Linked DNA regions of Macaca mulatta: region 1 is linked to region 2. The links are chromatin contacts, called in public Hi-C maps. All regions are on one chromosome and are shown on one strand. Each heading gives the region's core, a stretch centred on a gene start, on an enhancer-like site or on the middle of the called end of the contact. The rest is flanking DNA. Distances are from core to core; before and after follow the strand shown. Region 1 holds the start of GGCX (gamma-glutamyl carboxylase). Region 2 holds the start of TMEM150A (transmembrane protein 150A).

What was found. A called contact is a pair of places that touch in the nucleus more often than the background predicts.
Region 1: a contact with region 2 is called in a Hi-C map of fetal cortex germinal zone, with 2.3 times the contacts expected there. The contact joins the promoter of GGCX here to the promoter of TMEM150A in region 2. A contact is called at or near these places in 4 of 14 Hi-C or Micro-C datasets (CD4 T cells, cortical neurons, fetal cortex germinal zone and 1 more).

What each region holds. Positions count from the first base shown.
Region 1 is chr13:38,828,927-38,835,770 of T2T-MMU8v2.0, reverse strand. It overlaps GGCX (gamma-glutamyl carboxylase), which reads right to left and starts at 1,486. Exons shown (of 15, transcript NM_001260723.1): 1 at 1,343-1,486; 2 at 780-950. The coding sequence starts at 1,385.
Region 2 is chr13:38,787,161-38,794,025 of T2T-MMU8v2.0, reverse strand. TMEM150A (transmembrane protein 150A) reads right to left here and starts at 2,302. Exons shown (of 8, transcript XM_015112765.3): 1 at 1,917-2,302; 2 at 804-984; 3 at 352-399; 4 at 1-27. The coding sequence starts at 868. It overlaps C13H2orf68 (chromosome 13 C2orf68 homolog), which reads right to left. Exons shown (of 4, transcript NM_001193859.3): 4 at 5,210-6,865. It also overlaps a transcript of USP39 not described here.

The DNA.
Region 1 (6,844 bases), core at 237-2,736, 43 kb before region 2:
CAAAGAGCAAAACTGCCTCCAGTTGAGAACTACTGGGCTAAGGGGACTAATATCTCCGCACATCTGTAAACCATTCCAAGCACACCACGCTGCCGCCTCAGTTAAGAAGCTCTCGATTAGAGAGTCACAGCCAAAATGTATGGCCCCGGTGACCCCCTGCTCTGTTTCTCTGAGTCCTCTGGGCAACCTCATGCCACAAGCAAAATGGGTCACTGCTGCCTGGCCTCTAAATATCATATAGCCTCAGATCAAAGCATTTCTAGCTGGGCTCGGTGGCTCATGCCTTTAATCCCAGCACTTTGGGAGGCTGATGCGGGTGGATCACCTGAGGTCAGGAGTTTGAGACCAGCCTGGCCAACATGGTGAAACCCTGTCTCTACTAAAAATACAAAAATAAAATAAAATAAAAAATTAGCCGGGTGTGGTGGGCGCCTGTAATCCCAGCTACTTGGGAGGCTGAGGCAGGAGAATCGCTTGAACCCGGGTGGCGGAGGTTACAGTGAGCCAAGATCTCACCATGGCACTCCAGAATGGGCAACAAGAACGAAAGTCCGTCTAAGAAAAAGAAATAAGAAAAAAAGCATTTCTGACCACCAAGTAAATCCTAACTGGAGGAGGCAAAGTAGGTTTAATCCTAAACTTCGAGAAGACCTCTTCTTTTATACCAATATCTTCAGCTCTGAGGAAAAGGGAGCTAAGTCTACTTGCAACCAAAAAAATTGACGATTGTCATTCTCCCACTCCCAACCAAACTGCTCCCACCCATAAACTAGACTCACCAAAAAGAAAACGAAAGACAGCCAGGCTTGCAGGGTCCGTTGGTCGATTCAGCAAGGTCACCAGCCTCCGCCAGCTGGACAAATCTGTCCACTCAAAACCCAAGAGTTTCCCCATTCGGCTGCCCTGCCTGGGCCCTGAGATCAGTTCAGCCTTGTCTTTCTGTACTTTATCTGCAACCAATAATTGGAGAAAATGTGTGCGCGGGGGTGGGCTCCACCTCAAATCACAGAAATCACAGCACCAACGGCCCAGAGCTTCCGCCCACCCGGGTTGGCTCAATAAGGTTGCCTCAATGATCTGACTGTAGGAAACATCCCTGCAGTGCAGCCCCTTCTCCAAGATACCCCAGTGTCCTAAAACCCCTCAGACTACAGCCCCCTAACAGCAAAGTGTTCCCGAATATCATCATCGTCCAGAAGCCGCAGGCTGCAAATGTCTCACAGCACGCCACGCCCCCTTCCCCACGGAGGCCCCCCCCCTCACCAGGCGTCCTCCCTCCCCCGCCCCTCTGAGACCAGTGCTCCTCGGAACTCTCCGCCGGAGGCCGGGATCCTAAGCCTACCTAAGCTGGGCGAAGTCCGCGCGGACCGGACAGACACCGCCATTGCTCCGTGGAGGAGGAAGGTGGGTCACAGCAGCCGCTTCTGAACAGAAGCCGCCAGGAAAATTTGCTGCCCTAGGCTCCGCCTCCCGACGCGTCAGCAGCTGTGCGGCCGGCCGCAAAGAGCCAGCACTATCGTAAATACTACCCCCGACCGGCGGCGCCGGATTCCTTGCTTGGCGGCAGGGGGTGGAACGAGGAGCCTTGGGGCGGGGCAAAGATACCCCCTAGTGCAGTTGGGCTCCAGGCGCACTGCTAGACTGGCATCTTATGCCTTCCGAGAGGCGTCTTCTTTTTAAACACTGAAAAGAGTCTGAGTTCCCCAACCTCCTTGGGTCCTCCCCGACACCATTAGTCCTCTCCGTCGCTCCGTCCGTGCAGTGCTCTCTGGTGTGAGGGATCGGGCGCAAAGGGCAAACTTTTTGTCAGAGATTGACGCCCAATTGAGGATGCACCTGGAAGGGCTGCCCCGGTTTTGAGCTATTGCAAGACCCCTTCACTTTGTTTTCCAGGACCTGCAAAGAACCGAGGTTTCAAAGCAGTAGGTAATCCCAGCAGTTTGGAAGGCCAAGGCGGGAGGATCCATAAAGAACAACAACAACAACAAAAAGGCAACAACATAAACAGAAAAACCACTGAAAAAAAAACTTTGTGTGTGTCGCGCGCTCCTGTGGTTTCAGCTACTCGGGAGGCTGAGGTGGGAGGTTCGCTTGAGCCCAGGAGTTCGAAGCTGCAGCGAGCTGTGATCGCACCACTGCACTCCAGCCTGGGCGACAGAGTGAGACCCTGTCTAAAAAAAAAAAAAAACAAAAAACAAACAAACAAACAAAAAAAAAACACACAGGTGCAGCAGCTCACGCCTGTAATCCCAGCAGTTTGAGAGGCCGAAGCGGGCAGATCATGAGGTCAGGAGTTCGAGACCAGCCTGGCCAACATGGTGAAACCCCGTCTCTACTAAAAATATGAAAGTTATCCGGGCATGGTGGCGCGCGCCTGTAATCTCAGCTACTCGGGAGGCTGAAGCAGGAGAATCACTTGAACCCAGGAGGCGGAGGTTGCAGTGAGCCAAGATTGCACCACTGCATTCCAGCCTGGGCGACAGAGTGAGACTCCGTCTCAAAAAATAAACAAAAAGCGAAAAAGAAAGAGAAAGGAAAGAAAAGGCGGGAAGAAAAGAAAGAAGGAAAATAAAAAGCAGCCGGGGAAACAGGAACAACATAACCGAAGAGGGGATACAGAGCAAGGGCAGTAAGTAGAGTGTGGCCCATCAGAGAAGGTTCTCAGGCGAGTCTGGAACAGAATTGTAATACCTAAATCTCTCCACTGGGATTAGCCATCAGGAAAAGAATAAGACATCCCAGAGAAGTGGTTCTCAAACTGTTGGGTCTTGGGAACCATTTACAGTGTTAGAAATTATAGAAGATCCTAAAAGCTTTGTTTGCGTGGATTATATCTTTTAATATTTGCCGTATTAGAAATTTTTTGGGAGGACGAGGCAGGTGGATCACGAGGTCGGGAGATTGAGACCATCCTGGGTAACACGGTGAAACCCCGTCTCTACTAAAAATACAAAAAATTAGCCGGGCATGGTGGCAGGTGCCTGTAGTCCCAGCTACTCGGGAGGCTGAGGCAGGAGAATCGCTTGAACCCGGGAGACAGAGGTTGCAGTGAGCCCAGATTGCGCCACTATACTCCAGCCAGGGTGAAAGGGCAATACTCTGTCTCAAAAAAAAAAAAAAAAAAAAAAAGCTTTCTAGCTTGTACTACAAAGGGGAAAAAATGCCATGTTTCTGTAGTCTCAGCTATTCCCAGCTTTTCTGGAGGCTGAGGCAAGACAACCACTCAGTTCAGGAGTTTGAGACCAGCCGGGGCAACATAACGGGATCCATCTCAAGGAAAAAAAAAAAAAAAAGCTATCAAGCCATTAAAAAACATGGAGGAACCTTAAATTCATATTGCTAAGTGAAAGAAATCAATGTGGGGCCGGGCGCGGTGGCTCACGCCTGTAATCCCAGCACTTTGGGGGGCTGAGGCGGACGGATCACGAGGTCAGGAGATCGAGACCATCCTGGCTAATACGGTGAAACCCTGTCTCTACTGAAAATATAAAAAAATTAGCAGGGCGCGGTGGCAGGCACCTGTAGTCCCAGCTACTCAGGAGCCTGAGGCAGGAGAATGGCGTGAACCCAGGAGGTGGAGCTTGCAGTGAGCTGAGATTGTGCCACTACGGTCCGGCCTGGGCAAAAGAGCGAGACTCCGTCTCAAAAAAAAAAAAGAAATCAATGTGGAAAGACTACAAACTATGATTCCATCTATATGACATACATACATATGTATATGACATACATGTATATGTATGTATATGTATATGTATATATGTATGTATTGTATATATACATATATACATGTATATGTCATATACATATATAACATATATATGTATTTTTTTGAGTCAAGGTCTTGCTATGTTGCCCAAGATGGTCTTAAACTCCTGGTCTCAAGCAATCCTCGTGCTTCAGCCTTCCAAAGTGCTGGGATTACAGGCATGAGGCACTGCGTTTGGCCCCAACTGTATGATATTCTGAAAAGGCTAAACTATGGAGACAATAAAAAGATCAGTGACTGCCAGGGAGGTGGAGTTGGGGGGAGGAAGGAATGGTAGGTGGAGCACAGAGGAATTTTACAGAAGTGAAACTATTTTGTATGATGTTGTAATGGTGTCATGGTGGATACATGTCACATGTGTGGAAACCCATAGAATGTACAATGCAAAGAGTAAAGCCTAATGTAACTTATGGACTTTGTTAATTATAATGTATCAATATGGACTTTTTTTTTTTTTTTTTTTTTTTTGAGACAGAGTTTCCCTCTTGTTGCCCAGGCTGGAGTGCAATGTCTCGGCTCACTGCAACCTCTGCCTCCCAGTTTAAAGCGATTCTCCTGCCTCAGCCTCCTGAGTAGCTGGGATTACAGGCACCCACCTTCACGCCCAGCTAATTTTTTGTATTTTTAGTGAAGACGGCTTTTCACTATGTTGGCCAGGCTGGTCTTGAACTTCTGACTTCAGGTGATCCACCCGCCTCGGCCTCCCAAAGTGCTGGGATTACAAGCATGAGCCACTGCGCCTGGCTGGACTATGTTAATAGTATACCAATACTGGCTCATCAGTTGTAACAAATATACCACACTAATGCAAAAGGTTAATAATAGGAGAAATGGGAGCCTGAAGGGGGATATGGGAACTCTCTGTACTTTCTTCTTCTTCTTTTTTTTTTTTTGTTTTGTTTTGTTTTGAGACAGTCTCCCTCTGTTGCCTAGGCTGGAAGGGCAGTGTCGCAATCTTGACTCACTGCAGCCTTGACCTTCTGGGCTCAAGTGATCCTCCCACCTCAGCCTCCCAAGTAGATGGATTACAGGCGTGCATCACTGCGCCTGGTTAATTTTTTTTATTTTTTGTAGAGATGGGGTTTCACCATGTTGCCCAGCCTGGTCTCAAACTCCTGAGCTCAAGTGTTCCTTCCTCTTTGGCCTCTGAAAGTGCTGGGATTAAAGGCGTGAGCCATTGCTCCCAGCCTGGAATTCTCTGTACTTTCTGCTCAATTTTTCTGTAAGCCTAAAATTGTCCCTCCAAAATAGTCTGTCAGTTGATTACTTACTTAATTAATTAATTAATTAATTTTGAGATGGAGTCTCGCTCTGTCACCAGGCTGGAGTGCAGTGGCACAATCTTGGCTCACTGCAACCTCCGCTTCCCACATTCAAGTGATTCTCCAGCTTCCTGAGTAGCTGGGACTACAGGTGCACACCACCACGCCCATCTAATTTTTGTATTTTTAGTAAAGACAGGGTTTCACCATGTTGGCCAGGACGGTCTTGAGCTCTTGACCTCGTGATCCACCCACCTCAGCCTCCCAAAGTGCTGGAATTACTTTTTTTTTTTTTTTTTTTTGAGACTGAGTCTGGCTCTGTCGCCCAGGCTGGAGTGCAGTGGCCGGATCTCAGCTCACTGCAAGCTCCGCCTCCCGGGTTTACGCCATTCTCCTGCCTCAGCCTCCCGAGTAGCTGGGACCACAGGCGCCCGCCACTTCGCCCGGCTAGTTTTTTGTATTTTTTAGTAGAGATGGGGTTTCACCGTGTTAGCCAGGATGGTCTCGATCTCCTGACCTCGTGATCCGCCCGTCTCGGCCTCCCAAAGTGCTGGGATTACAGGCTTGAGCCACGGCGCCCGGCCAAGTGCTGGAATTACAGGTGTGAGCCACCTCGCCCTGATCCGCCCACCTCGGCCTCCCAAAGTGCTAGGATTACAGGTGTGAGCCACCTCACCCGGCCTAGTCTGTTAATTTAAAAACAACCATAGGCTAGGCACAGTGGCTCACACCTGTAATCCCAGCACTTTGGGAGGCTGAGGAGGGAGGATTACTTGAGCTCAGGAGTTCGAGACCAGCCTGTGCAACATGGTGACACCCCATCTCTACAAAAAATTACAAAAAATACAAGAAGTAGCCAGGTGCAGTGGTGCACGCCTGGAGTCCCAGCTACTTGGGAGGCTGAGGTGGGAGAACTGCTTGAGCTCGGGAGGTTGAGGCCACAGTGAGCTGCCACTGTGCCACTGCACTCCAGCCTGGACAATGGAGCAAGACCCTGTCTCAAAGAAAGAAAGAGAGAGAGAGGGAAAGAGAAAGAAAGAAAAGAAGAAAATAGGCTGTAATTGACTTACTGCTTGTATTCTTCTTCATCAAAGAATGCAGTTGGACACTGTCTGCTTTTTTGGGTGTGTGCATCAAAGGGATACTTGAAAGTGAAAACAATGAGAGAAATATTTTAAAATCATGTCTAATGAGGGTCTAGTATCCAGAATATGTAAAGAACTCCTGCAACTCAACAATGAAAAAGACAACCCAAATAAAAATAGGCAGAGGGGCTGGGCACAGTGGCTCACACCCATAATCCCAAAACTCTGGGAGGCCAAGGTGGGAGGATCGCTTGAGGTCAGGAGTTTGAGACCAGCCTGGATGACATGGTGAAACCCCATCTCTACAAAAAAGTACAAAAAACTGGCCGGGTGTGGTGTCCATCCCTAGTTAATTTTTTGTACAAATCTGGTTTCTCCATGTTGCCCAGGCTGGTCTCAAACTCCTGATCTCAAGCAGTCCTCCTGCCCTGGCCTCCCAAAGTGTTTGGATTATGGGCGTGAGCCACTGCACCAGGCCAAAGGTTAGTTCAATTGCACGAGTGCTTTTTCTTGACAAACCATGAGACAACTATTGTATGCAGAAGTGCTATATGCATATTTCCCATTTCTTCACACAAAATATTAAAAAGACATGTACTGTAGGGTCAAGATTTAATACAATTAATAATTTGTACTGCTTCATCAAGTCATCAAGGATTTTCTTTTCTTTTTTTTTTTTTTTTTTTTTTTTGAGACTGAGTCTTACTATGTCACCAGGCTGGAGTGCAGTG
Region 2 (6,865 bases), core at 1,053-3,552:
TCAGGAGGGCAGGACTCGTTGTAGGACCTGGCAGGCAGGACAGGGAGTAGACTGGGGGAAGGGACTGCCCCCAGTCCCTTGGCCTATAGCCTCAGGCCTCAAAGAGGACTCTCTCCCAGACCTCCCCCACAGGGACAGAAGATCACACTCCCCAGTGCTGGCCTGAAGCAGTAACCAGAGGGGCAAAGGGATGGTGGGAGGTGCGTAGGCATGAAGTCATGCCTGGGGACCAATTTCAGAGAAGAGCAGTGAGGCTCTGGGTTGCAGTCTGGCTCGTGGCACCCTCGGGCCCAAGAGGGGACAGAGATGAAGGAAACTTTAGAGCGAGGCTGTCTGCAGAGTCCTTCATACCAGTTCTCCACGGGACATACATGGTGGTTCATCACAGCCATGGCATACCTGTGGGAACAGAACTGTCACCCTGGCCAGCCTTCCTGAGCTCCCCATCAACCCACCCCACGACCCTTCTCTTCAACCTTGATTTCTGGCCTCATTCAGCCTCATTATTGTTCCTGGGGACTCAAGTTGGGGTCCCTGAGGCTTGATGCCATACCAGCACCTGCAGCATGTCCCCCACCTAGAGGCCCCCTGGAGATTGCCCTGGCTAGAAGTATATTTGTCAGGGCCACCCTGCTGGACAGCAGTTTTGCCAGCTTGTCCCAAGGGGCTGTGTGCCCAGGCACCAGGCCAGGCTTTTGAGACAGCCAGAGTGACCCTGGGTACCACCCTGAAGCCTACAACAGGACAAGGGACTTTGTGTGCATCATCAAGCTCCTGTTGCCCCCGCACCCCACTTTACTCACACAGTCCATATGCCAGTAATGGAGAACGCTGACAGGCTGACAGGCAGGAGGATCCAGGCGGTCATGAGGGAGGGGAGCCAGGGTGGTGGTGGTGTGGGGGGGAGGACAAGAGGTAGATGGGGAAGTGGGGGCGGACCAGCTACCTTGAGATGTTTCTGCCACAACCATCAGCTGCCCTGGCCTGGTGGAGAGAGAGCAAAGTCCAGGAGTGGGTAACTGGCCGGGAAGGGGGAGGGGAAAGGGGTCAACACCTTATCCAGGGCTCCCGTTGGGTCTCTGAGCGTCCAAAGTTTGGGCTGAGCCCAAGGCATAACGTGGACACCCTCTGGCATTGGGGGCCTCCGCGGTCAACCCAAATGCCACCGGCGTGCTGAGAGACGCAGGCGGACCGTAACATCTGGAAGGGAGTTACCCTCCTTCTGAGGGACCAGGGCTGGGAGACGGGCTGGACAACCGAAGAGGCCACGCCAAGGAGAGGCTGGGTGCTGGCCCAGTGGAGCGGTGGCGAGTCAGCGGCGCGCAGGCAACCACCTGACCATCGGCGCCCTGGGCGAGGGGCAGGTTCACGCGAAAGCCCGGCCCGGCCCCCGCTCGCCTGGGCGCGGGGACCCCGACTGGGGCCGGAGCCTGCGGCCAGCTACTCCCCCAGACCCGGGACGCGAGACTCCCCAGGTGATTCCTGGAAGCCCGGAGGAAGGCAAGGAGCCCACTACGCACCTCCCCGGAACGCCCCGCCGCCGCCGCACCCTGCTCGGCCCCCTCGTGGCGCCGACTCTAGCTGCGGCCCTCGGAGCAGCCCTGAAAGGTTTAAAGGGCCGAGCGGCCCCGCCCCTGGCGGCCCCAGGCCTCGCCGCGCCGCCCGCCGGGACGTGGAGTCCGCGCAGCCCCGGCCTCGGCGCCCGCGCCCTGCCCAAGACTACAACTCCCGAGCCCCCGCGCCCATGTCACGGGGGAAACGTGGGCGGTGTCCCAACTTCGGAGGATCTGGGCGCGGAGGGCTGTGGCGTTAAGACCGCTCTAAAACCGAGATGCCTAGAGGTTTGGTTTAACCGGTTCCTGCGGGGGAAGCGCCAGCAATTGGGGACCTCGGGGCAGCCTGCATTCCAGCTCTACCTGGGATTGTCGCCGTGCACATGGCTGGAGGAGCGTCTCTCCGCCGCTGCGCATAGTTTGCAGCCTGCACCGGCCAACGGTGAGTCCTCTAGGAAGCTTTCTCAACTCGGCGCCCCATGCCTGCCTCTAGCCAGGGCTGCGGCGGGTCCAGAGAAGCAGACACAAAGCCTTGGCTGTTTCTAAAGAAATCCAAGCGCCTGGGATTTGGCTTATGGTTCCTGTGGCTCAGCAAACTCCGGAGGAGGGCTGCTTTCATTAGATACTTTTTGCTTTCCTGCGTGCAAGTACACAGCGTACTAGCCAGAAATCAGTGCCCAAGACGTGTTTCCCGACTGATCAACACGTATTTGAAATAAGGCGGCAGAGACCAGAGGACATCCACACATGTAGGTGTCAGTGTAGAGTAGGTAAGGATTAACATGGCCAGTGTTGGTAAGCAAAGAGGGGAAGGTGAGAGACCCGGAGGATTCTGGGAAAAGGAAACAGGATAGTGTGGGAAAAATTACTGACCAGCTTCACCAAAAACTTACAGGCTATGAGTGCATTCCTGGATGTTTCTTAAATTATTGCAAGGGTGGAAATACTTTCACATATCAGAATTGTACCTGGCATTCTGTCTCGAAAGCGGTCCCAGCATCTGTTGGAGCCCTTGTGAGATGACACTTGGGCAGATCATCACCTGAATGGTGCACGGGCTCAGGCTGCCAGGTGTGGGGAGCTGAAGTTTGGCAACACTGATGAGGCAAAAGCTATGTGCAACAACAGGACCCTGTGCTTTAGAAAGGTAGAGCAGAATAAACCGCACAATGACTTGAAGAGGGATAAACCTTCTTGGACCCAGTGGAAAGTAGAAATGAAAGCAGAAAACCTGTTGGAGAGCCCTTTTTCTTTTCAGACGGAGTTTCACTTGTTGCCCAGGCTGGAATGCAATGGCGCAATCTCGGCTCATTGCTACCTCTGCCCACTGCTACCTCTGCCTCCTGGGTTCAAGTGAGTCCTGTGCCTCAGCCTCCAGAGTAGCTGGGATTACAGGTGCCTGCCACCACGCCTGGCTAATAGTTTTGTATTTTTAGTAGAGACGGGGTTTCACCATGTTGGCCAGGCTGGTCTCGAACTCCTGACCTCAGGTGATCTGCTCGCTTGGCCTCTCAAAGTGCTGGGATTACAGATGTGAACAACCGTGCCCAGCAGGAGAGCCCTTTCCTTAATCACATCAGGACAAGTAGTTAAAACAGGGCTAAGAAGTATGGCTGTGTAGTGATCACTGTACAAGCACACCTGGCTGAATGAACCAGTGGGGGATAAAATCCAGGCCACCTGCCGCTGGCTATGCTTTGTGCCTCAGGACCAAGGTGTGCTTCCTTGCTAATTGACAGGAACCATCTTCCTGCCCAACTGCATTCCCATTGACTAGGCACCTTATCTGCCCAATGGGGCTGTGAACCCTAATTGGAAGCTTTGCAATTCTTAACACTGTATCTTCTTGAGCTGGGTTTGAGTCCCTATCCAATCAAGATGAAGTCCTGAGAGGACTATTCAAGTTCTAACATGATGTGGGGGCAAGGCATAGTACTCCAGATCCGGGACATGAGGCAGCTTTTGGCTTAATATGACAATCTAATAGTTCCTAAAATAGAATTATCCCAGGATAGAGCTCCGTATGACAGAAGGGCTCTTCATAGGTAGTTGGTAGGGGGAATTGTGTATCATGTACGAAGTAGGACCAGATGTCTTTAAAAAGGCCTTCCAACTCTAATGCTACATGAGTCTGTCTAGTTGTTATGTTCCAACAGGGACAGCTCTTAAAATAGTGTGGCAAAGCAAGAGATGAGATTTCCAGTGCTGACTTGGTGGTGGAATGACTTTAGGGCAGGTATTTAACCTCCACTTCCCTGTGTACACAAGTGATTTCACAACTCTTGGCAAAAACAGTGCTGTAAAAATAGTAAGTTTATTTGTTGAAAAAAATACTGCATTTGAAAAGTACCTTCCTTCTGGGATTTTCAAATAATTTGCACTACATTTTATTCATCTACACATTGGAAATGAGTAAACTGGTGAACATATAGCTTTTTATACATTTAACACAACCAGTGCAAATTCTCCTGGCTCTGAGAAGGCAGACAAGCCCTTTACTCAGAAGGTCTTCAATTCTAGCATACTCCAACTCCTAGGGAAATTGCGGGTGGGTGCCTATGGGCTGTATGACCATCTGATTCCTCATGGACAGGACAGGAATTCAGCAAGGGAGCTTAAAATATTTTAATTGTCAACATTCCATGGTGACTCTCCCCAAAAATCTAGCGGTAGGAAAGTAATCTGTACTTATTCCTCTTTGTGCACACAAAGGCTTCATTTAAATTTGTGAGCCTGCTGGGGATCCATTACCTAGCCATTCAGAGATCCTGTCAAATGCACAGCAGACTGGATACTCCCCATCCCAAAGTTCCTCTCACCTGGATGGGGCCAATCTCTAGTTGACAGTGACCCTCAGAGTGCATCATGGAGATGGAATGTCCCTTCCAGAGAGAAAAGGGAAAAGCATTTGTTGGCTGGGCTCCAACTCTCATTTGGTACAAAAAGCTTTACATTCTTTTCCCGTCTTACATTACATTCTTCAAAGACTTCCGTGCTTGCCAGCTGGATACAACTCAAGCTCTAGTGTTTACTCTTGCACAGCCCAAAACCCTTGCAAACCCAGCTTCCTTCTATCAGTGACATCACACATTGTGGCCCAGGAACCACAAAACCTAAAATACAGGCTTAAATTCAGTGAGTGAAGAACATTCCATATTGAATGGGCATGAGATACGCCTATCAGATTGTGTGGTTTTTTTTTTTTTTTTTTTTAAAGACAGCCAATTACATTGTATCTAGTCAAAGGAGCGGATTCTAAAGCAGCCTGCTGGGAAGTTCCACTTAGTCTCATCGGACACTGTTCTTTGGGACATCTGTGGGAAATGTTCTGGAACTTGTTCCTTCATGGGAAACACTAATTTTTGAAAGAAGTAGATATCTGGAGGCAGGTCTGGTGAATAAGCTGGATAGTACTGCCTTGGACTCCAGCTGAGGGGTGGCAGTAAGCAATGAGGATGGGCTATAAGGCTGTTAACTGGCTAAGGGCCATCCTTGGGCAGGCATTTCAGACACACCTGGAGAAAGGGCAGTAGCATCTCCGATAGGCCAGCTCTGAAGGAAGCTTAGTGCTTAATACAGTCACACTGCATAAATTAGCTTACAGTGCTCTCTTGGGTGGAAAATATTAATAGTGTATATGCACTTGATAAGCAAAATTCCTCAAGAAAAAAAGTTTAATAGCAAGGAATTTCCATCAGTCCCCTACGTGAGAGGGGTCTTTGTGAGGATTACCACAACAAACACTTAAAAGGATACAATAGGTATTTATTAAATGCTGCCTTGCCTTTTACCTCTTCTTTTTTTTTTTTTTTTGAGACGGAGTCTCGCTTTGCTGCCCAGGCTGAAGCGCAGTGGTGTGATCTCGGCTCACTGCAACCTCCGCCTTCCAGGTTCAGGCGATTCTCTTGCCTCGGCCTCCCGAGTAGCTGGGATGAACTATAGGCACATGTCACCATGCCTGGCTAATTTTTTGTACTTTTAGTAGAGACAGGGTTTCTCTGTGTTAGCCAGGATGGTCTGGATCTCCTGATTTCATGATCCGCCCACCTCGGCCTCCCTACCTCTTCCTTTACTTAACAAGAATGGGGTCTAAATTTTCAGGTGCCAAATCCCCAAACTGCTCTTCTAGCCTTCTGAATTGTGTAATAAAACCAGGAAACAGGTGATCCAGCTGAGAAGACAGACCTCAAAAGTATTTCCAGACTAAAAAGCCAAAGACTTCCAGTGAAATCCTATGTTCTAAGTCATCAGATCAGTTTAAGGACTGGAAGACTAGAATGACTGACTGGTTCTCTGACCAGGAAGAACAGGGTGGAGTTTGGGAGAGCCTCCTTGACCCAGGAGACTTTGGAGGGTAGTTAACATTAGAAGTCAAAAGGCACTTCTAGCCCAGTTGCCTAAGAGGAAAAAGCCTTTCTGCTTTAAAAGGAGAACTGAGCCCAGGATTGGCAAGTTTAAGGCACTTAACCTTGACCAGTTCTGTAGGTCTGGAGCATTCTGGTCCCTGGCTGCTTTCACTACCAGGCCCTTCTCACTTATCCACCTGACTTACTGCCCCAGCATTCCTTTGGCATTGCGAGCTGTGACTTGCCACATTTTAATGACATGATTGAAGTAGCTACCTTGCAGGATAGATTTTCTGGGGTATAGGGAACAAACCAACAGTGCCATCAGGTGTCTTAACACCCGGATGTGGAGAAACCCCTGGAGCAAGGGGCTATGGTTTCAGGAAATCTCAGTTCTCAAAGGCTTAAAGCCACATTTCAGGGCACTGAGGTTAGGCTGATATGCTGGAAAACAAGTGCCTTGGAACTTCCATACTGGAGAGGGAGGATGTCTTGTGGAATTCAGACGTAAGCCTAACCCTGCTTTAGAAAAAATGTTCACCGGATGAGAGCAGTGGTATTCCTGGGGATCTTTATGCTAAGGATCTGAGTTATATACTCCTGGGAGGTAGGAAAGAAGGTCTCATTTCATTCCCTCTGGTGTGTTGTCAATCAGGCAATTATTGCTAATATTGACTTTCCCTTTGTAGGTATGTTCAGAACTGTTAAGTCACAACTTGAGAGTGAGTTCCCACTTGTTTTGATAATTCCCTTTTAGTCTGAGCAGAGGACAGTCTGTTCACAGCTAGGAATGAAGCTGAAAGTTGGAATTCTGTAGCCCTGGCCAAGGCAGGTTTTGCTGTAAGAAATCTTTGCAGTTTAGCACCAACATCTTCCTGGGTTTGCTATCTAGACAGTGCAAAGCAGTGGAACATGCGAGAAACGAAAAAGCCATGGAAAGGGAGGGAGACATGCTTGCAAATAGGC